Linked DNA regions of Zea mays: region 2 is linked to region 1. A link is a contact called in public Hi-C data. All regions are on one chromosome and are shown on one strand. Each heading gives the region's core, a stretch centred on a gene start, on an enhancer-like site or on the middle of the called end of the contact. The rest is flanking DNA. Distances are from core to core; before and after follow the strand shown. Region 1 holds the start of LOC100281257. Region 2 has its middle 23 kb from the start of LOC103651766.

Region 1 (3,716 bases), core at 97-2,596:
TACTTTGTTTGAATGTTCTCCATCTTTTATCATGATCATGAAGGTATGTCCTTCATGACCTTCGTCCTAAATTCGTTATATCCAAAGGGAAATAATGATTTGAAGGACGAAGAGCTTTGATATTTAATATTTTATGTTGCCTTGTTTTTTATTCATAGCATTTGAGAACAAGTCCCCAACATCTATTAAACCTAACTAATCCATAATTAACACATTTTTATTATAGCAAAAATAGGCTAATCATGAAATGGTTACATTTAACTCATCCATCCTATGAATTTGTTGTGACTTATATAATTAGTTTTATAATTAGCGCACATTTAGTCGTTCTAATTGATATCCAAAATCCGAACTAAACTTGGAGTCTGTTTGTTTGCGATTATAATCTACCTAGATTATATATTCCATCTTATTTTAAATTTAGTGTTAGTTCAAAATAAATTAAATTATATAACCTGGACAATTAAGCTATTAGCACGCATTTGGTCCAAAGAGGTCGTAGCCTTACAATTTCCCTTCGCGTGGCACTTAGAACATCTTCAATAGCGCCTCAAATAGATGTCTTATTTTTAAATATAGGGCCTAACATAAAAAGGTAACTTCAAAAGTGCCATATTTTATAAAGTTTTATAAAAAAACATAGTGCACATACCAAAGCGTTGCAAACGACGACGGCACCAAGGCATCAAGCAAACGAAGTACGAGCCAAACAGTTAGCGAAAAAATGGTTCCCAACGAGAGATAGAGGGTGCCAATTTGTTTTTGTGGGTATGAAAAAAAACGAATTTCAATTACTTAACTGATTAAGAACTTTACTATTAGAGCATAGAATATTTTTAGACCCCGCTTCAATTGATACCTCTTTTTTTTATTTATAGGGCACTATTTTAGATATGTTGTTGGAGACGATCTTATATTTTTCAGAGAGAATTCGAGACGGAACTCCTACAACTACAAGCTGCAGCTGCACAGGTGGAAACGTGTCGCGAAGCTATTTCAGTATTGGCCGCCAATGATTCGCTCTACCGCGCTCAGGTGGCGCACTGTTTTCTGCTACGAAATGCCAAAGAAAGCATTCTGAAACCGTAGCAAGCAGGCAATTCCCGACGCCAGGACACGTTGGCGTGCTTGGCAATCAGCGTCAACGAGCACACGTGAGCACGCCACGCCCCGTACCCGCAACAAATCCGGCGCGCGCCTGGTCGTCCGGCCCCACCACCCCACCGGCCCGGGCGCCCGCGGCACCACCAGCCAACCGCGCGCCTCCACGTCGCGGATCGCGCTACGAGCCCTTGGCTCGACAGACGACAGGTCAGCCGCAACAGCTTTCTCGTTCGATCCCTTCCCCCCCTTCACTTTCTCCTCCTCGTGAAGCGAGCTCTCCACGCCCCTGCGATTCCATTTCCATCCTGCCCGCTCCCAACTTCAAAACGGCCGCGGCGCAGATCCACACGCACGGGCAGGCAGGCAGGCATACGGACAGGACCGCCGCCGCAGCTTTCAAATCCCGGGGCGGATTACCCTGCAGACGGAGCCCACAGCCCAGCACCGCAGCAGTCCACCGGGATCTCGCCTTCGTCGCCCCGTGTCGCGTCGCGCCGGTGGCCGAGCCTGGGGACGCTAGCTAGAGCCTACTACTGTAGACCGTAGAGCCATGGGGAACAGCATCTACCGGTTCCTATGCGGCCTGTGCGCGCCCTCGTCGTCGGAGCACGGGCTCCACGGCGCGCACCCCGCCGTCGCCGCGCTCGGCCGCGACGTCCTCAGCTTCCAGAGCACCTCGCAGGTGAGCCGCGCGAGCTCAATTCCCCGATTGCGCGTTTGGCGCTGCCGCGGTGCGGTGTCGGTTTTGCTCATCTGGTGCCTGGTGGTGCTCTGCTCTGCTGTGCTGTGCTGTGTTTTTTTAGGTTCCGGACGAGCTGAGCCGGCACGTCGTCTCCTCCAAGAAAGCGCAGGCGAATTGGTACGCAATTTCTCTCCGCTTGATTTCCCTTGCACCGGTCCGACCGAACTGTCGTGGTTGCGAGGGCTTTTGATGAGTGGAGCTCAGAAGAGGACTTTATCTTAAAAATTAATGGAAAAACATAGCGGTGGTAATTAACTTTAGCTTCTGAATTTTGTGGCCATAGTAGAACGAGACAGTGAGATAAATTCAGTGCAGCGTGTGGTAACATATTTGTCTACACCCTAGTAAAATAAAAAGGAAACAAAGCTTTATATTTATGGCGATAACGAAGGACAGATGGCAGTAGACTCTAGACTCCGTCACTGCCATCACAGTCACAGTGAGCAGCTACTAGTAGTCTAGCACTACAAGATTAGGGCACTACTCTACGTCTTCCTTTCTTTACAACCGAAGAACTTTTGATAACAAAAAAAACCTAATGAGTTCCCGTACTTGATATAATGTCGCCAGCTGATTTATTTGTCGTTGAAGTAAATTGCGTCATTTAACTGCTAAATTAGTCGGGAAAACCACCGCGGTAGCTGGTACTAGTTGGCTGCGGAATTATGGTTTTCATCATGACGACAACCGACGAGGGGTGAGCACCCGCATCTCGTCGGGTTTGTAAAACTAAAAAACTCTCTGCGCTCATGTAAGGTACAAGAAGCTGCTGGTGGCATGGAAGAAAGCCCGGCCGCCTCCGAAGACGCCCGAGGAAGCCGCGGCCTTCGTTGTGCAGACGCTCAAGAACCATCAGAAAGCAGATGTGGAGGTACCTCCAGCTTCCTCCCAACCGCACGCGTTCCTTCCTTCCTCCAACCAAACAATATATATATGGTGCTCAACATCTATAAAAATATCGGGTCTTGCTTGTGTTGGCGCAGGGCCTGTTGTCTTTCTACGGCCTGCCGCATCCGAACGCGGCGGCAGCAGCAGCAGGCGCGCCCGCCGCTCGCCCGCCGCCCAAGAAGGCCCAGCAGGGCGCCAAGTTCGAGCTGCACACGCTCCCCGTAAGACATCCGGCCGGCCGGCCGGCCAGCTCCCGTTTTCCTGAATGTTTTTCCGTCGTCTCGTCGCGTGCGTCCACGGGGTTAATGAAACGAGTGTCCTCGCCGGTTTGCCAGATTGACCCCAAGTCTGTGGCCGACGGCGACACGGTGAACGTGTACGTCGACGCGGCGGACCCGCGGGAGGCCGGCAGCGTGCCCCGCGAGGTGCAGAAGGCTGCGGCGGAGCGGGCCAGGGCGCGGGCTGCCAAGGACTACCAGAAGGCCGACGCGCTGCAGAAGGTCATAGTCGACGCAGGGTACAGGTGATCATCCACGTTGCTGACTTACTTGCCTTCGCTCTTCTCATGTTTTAATCTCTCTCTCTCTCTGATCTCTAGAACACCTCAAAACATTTAGTTTCTGGATCTTGCGTGATGCAGGCCGGTTCCTAACGCGAGAGGCGAGGAGGTGCTGGCGAAGAAGTACAGGATCAGGCTGAGGTTAAATTTGTGACACGCGCTCTAGCTATTTTAGTACATTTACCAATGACAGGGAGTAGTGCTGGGAATTGGGCCGGGCCGGCCCAGGCCCATCATGCTTCGTGCCAAACGGTTTGAGACAGTAAAACCTAAAAAACTTTTAGGCGTGTCGTACCAGCCCGAAGTGTAAAAACAGTGGTCCAACTCGGCCCTAAACCACGTTGTGCCTTCGTTGAGCCATGTCGGCCCAAACTCGGTTCGTATATTTGACCACATAAAATCAAAATATTACAATTATGTAAA
Region 2 (3,681 bases), core at 378-2,877, 160 kb before region 1:
CTGCTCTGCTCTGCTCGCCTGCTCACCGCTCTGCTTTGCTCTGCCTGCTTGCCTGCTCGCCTGCTCGCCTGCTCGCCAGCGGTCGGGCCTGGCGGCCTGGGCGGTGCCGCGGTGGCCAGAACCCAGAAGACTCGCGCAGACGCGCAGTCGCGCGGTCGCGCCTGGCGGCCTGGGCGCCGGTGGAAGACGCGCCTGGCGCTGGCAGCCTGAGCGGTGGCGGCGGCGCAGTCGCGCGCGCAGACGCGCACCGCGCGGCGTGCGGCGGTCGGCAAGTCGGCAACTGCGGGTCTGCGGCTCTGGCGTCTGGATGTGCTCGGCGTCAGTGCGGCGGCTGGACACTGGACTAGGGTAGCGCCGTAGCCCGTAGCGACTAGCGAAGCTGGGCTGCGGCTGAATACCTGCTCCTCGCGTTATTGGGCCGCGACCGGGGATGCAGCCCAGGCAGCCCCGATCGTAAATCCGCCCCTGGTAACACCCAGAGAGGCACTGGAGTTCTATGGACTGGTATCGAATAGCAGCGTGATCCATTGCGGACAGGTTCAACCAAACACAAACAACATCAGATATCTCCGTAAATAAATTATAGACTAAATCGTGTGAACCAAACATAGGGATGGCAATGGGTCAGGTTCGGATCAGGTGGAGCAAAAACACACCCGTGATTGCACCAATAAAAACTATCAAAACCCGCTCACGATTACACCCGCGGGTGCAATTCCAAACCCGCACTCGCACCCGTCGGGTTTCGGGTTATCTGCAGGGTTTACTAAGTGTATGAGTTTAAACAATAATTTAGCAAATAAGCAATTAAGTAGCCGTAATAGTTGAGTTATATGTACAAATTTAAGCCTTTTCACATTGAGTAGCAACAAAACATTTCATGAATCATTAGCTAAGTTAGTTATTCAAAATAGTTACTATTGTATCTTAATTAGTTTTGCGCAAAATAAAGAATACACCAAATTTCGGGTCGAGTGTGGGTTACCCGTGGGTTGAAATAGAAAGTCGCACCCACACTCACACTCATGAAACTTCGGGTCAGGTGCAAAGTGAACCAGCGGGTCCAAATATTCACTCGTACGTGTACCTATCGGGTTTCGGATATGTGGTTAAAACTGCCATCCCTAACCAAACAGCACCATGTGAGCTAACAAAAAGTTTTTGGGGCCACGTCCCGCGCTGCAGCCCGGGGCCTAGGTGTGGGCGGCTTGCTGGTGATGGTGACGAGGCCGAGGCGGCTCAGCGAGGCGCCTGTGACGGTGGCGCGGGCGGCGACCGCCCAGCGCGGTGAGGAAGGTGCACCAGTTGCAGATGGCGGCGTTGGCGGTGCATGTGCAGCACAGGAGGCACTAGGCATGACAGCCGAGGTCGTTGTCGTCCATGTCGCCGGTCCCCGTCCCTCTCGCTCCTCCCGGGCGGGAGAACAGATGTTAGCCCACCATGTATGTGGCCGTGGCCCAGCCCAGCAGGGAATGGACCGGAAGCCGAGTCGTCGAGGTCGACGCGCGTCATCGCGTCGTGACGGCGGTTCGTGGCGAGGAACTTGGGAACGTGTTGGGTGTACCGGCCCACCCGACGGATGGACAAGACGACAACGCCCGCGCGTGGACGCCGGCGGGCCACGTGTCGTGACGGGGGCGCGGTGGATGGGATCGGGTGAGGGAGGGAGGGACACTTGTTTCTGAATTCTGAGCACCACTGCTTGCACGGAAAGCCCCCCACGTGCGGGTGCGGCCACCACATGCAGCACACGTATGGTAAGGTAAGGACAAGGTACATGTACTGCTACTGGCTACTACTGTAGCAAAGTTCATCCACTTGGCACGTCAGCACGTCACCGTACCACCTGCCCCGCGCGTACGTACCTCGGACTCGGAACACACAGACGGACGCTGTCAGTTTGTGTTATCGTAATCGTGTATGCTTACCGCGCTAGCCAGTAACGATTCGACTGCTGGATCTGGCGGAGGACGTTCGTACGGAGGGTTAACATTTGTAGGCCTAGCGGATCGGATCTGAGACAACACGATCATCCATCCTCGCCAGGAGAAAAAAAGAAAGGCACATCCGGCCCGAGCGAAATAATTAGTTTGTCTGGTAACGCAATCTAGCAGAGCCACGGTGGCGAGCATCGTCGTGTTGACCGGAGAGCAAGCAAGGTATAGGAGGCTAGTAGCAACCTAATGCACAATAATTTCGGTCCCATCCAGCTTGCACTGCCCTAGGCTAGACGTGCGTACAGACTAATTGTATAGACTAAACAGCGGCAGCTCCTTCGATTCGGAGCTAGCTAGCTACTCAATGATCCAACACAATGAGTATAGAGAGCTGTGTAGACTATAGTCGCCTGGCAACAACTCGAATCGGAGGCCAGCACTGCACAGCACACAGCGCTGGTACCTAGCTTAGACACAATACTCACCCAATTATTAAGTATTTTTATTATATAATGATCACCCACCGCTCACGAAAAAGACGTTGCACGGCCGGGTTCGTTCGTTCGTTCTGGAGCAACGTGTACTATACCAAACATCAATCACACAGGCACAGGTACTGTGCACGCATATACAACCCCGCCCGCGAAACGATATTTTACCTATAAAAAATGCCTGAATAATTCAGAGCCCAGTCTCTGGCACGGCACGGCATGGCATCATCCGTCCGGCCGTCCAGTGGCGCGCTCACACCCGTCCTCGTCTCGTCGCATCGCTCGCACGCAGGGCTACGGCCGGGGCTACCCGAATACTCTGCTGAAATGCTGATGCAATCCAACGCGCACGTACTACCAATCAATCAGAGGAAGGACGAAGGATACAGTACAGCCAAGCTCCAGCAGGGCGGCATGGCTCGCTGTGCGCATGAGTGTGTGTGCCTGCCGTGTGCGCGCGAATCATTGGCGCACCCGCTGCCTCCAAAAACAAGCGATAATGAAAACAAAACAAAAAAAAATTGGTTATCGGAACATGGGGCCACTGATTGAGCTATTGCGAGTAGTACTGTACATTGCTTGTTCCATCAGTTGATTAGCCATTCCTCGCAGGGGGGGAAGAGAAGAATACACGCCGCACGAGACGTGATTAATCCACCCCCTGCCTGGGCGGTCAGTTTAGTTGGTATGCGGTTGTTCAGGCTTCAGAGTCTGAGTCTGGATAATGAAATGGGTGCTGAGTTTCCTTCCTTCACATCTATCCTCGTATCTCCTTACCAGAACAACAGTTAGGAGGGTCATTAGTTGAGTCGTAGTTTTTCAAGGAAACAAAATTGTGGGTTTTATACAAGCGGTCGTGACCTCTGCGACTTTTGAACATGCTTAAGGGTGTTTGGTTTGGCTTTTACGAGGTATGTCACGAGATCAAGAGTTGAAGGCTATTGCATAAGAGACATAAATTTGTACATGATTGTGCTCTCAATATGAGATAATACTCTACGTACTTTGTGATGGATCTGTTGTTTCTTCCTATGATGTTGAGGATTTTCCCCACCCCTCCTTTTATATCCTACATGACATGTGCTATAAGTGTTCAACTTTATGTTTACAACCTTATCCCTTACTCAGTTAATTAAGATCTTTGACATATCTATGCTTCTAGAAATCTATGCTCCTAGACTTATTGTCGAGTCTTGGGCCCGTTGCCGAGCCCATAAGCTCTTATGCTTAGAATCTTTCAAGAGCAATCAAAG

The links. A called contact is a pair of places that touch in the nucleus more often than the background predicts.
Region 2: a Hi-C map of ear shows a contact between it and region 1, with 2.7 times the contacts expected there. The contact joins the enhancer-like site here to the promoter of LOC100281257 in region 1. A contact is called at or near these places in 2 of 25 Hi-C or Micro-C datasets (ear and tassel).

Annotation. Positions count from the first base shown.
Region 1 is chr3:13,848,432-13,852,147 of Zm-B73-REFERENCE-NAM-5.0, reverse strand. LOC100281257 reads left to right here and starts at 1,346. Exons shown (of 9, transcript NM_001367883.1): 1 at 1,346-1,786; 2 at 1,908-1,963; 3 at 2,603-2,717; 4 at 2,830-2,955; 5 at 3,070-3,257; 6 at 3,375-3,434. The coding sequence starts at 1,655.
Region 2 is chr3:14,007,412-14,011,092 of Zm-B73-REFERENCE-NAM-5.0, reverse strand. No RefSeq gene overlaps it. Among protein-coding and RNA genes, the nearest start is that of LOC103651766, 23 kb to the left of the region's middle. Within about 2 kb of position 1,627, at least 19 of the 20 cell types and tissues checked have an H3K27ac peak or open chromatin away from gene starts, as enhancers often do. A contact at or near this core is called in ear and tassel, where this site is marked.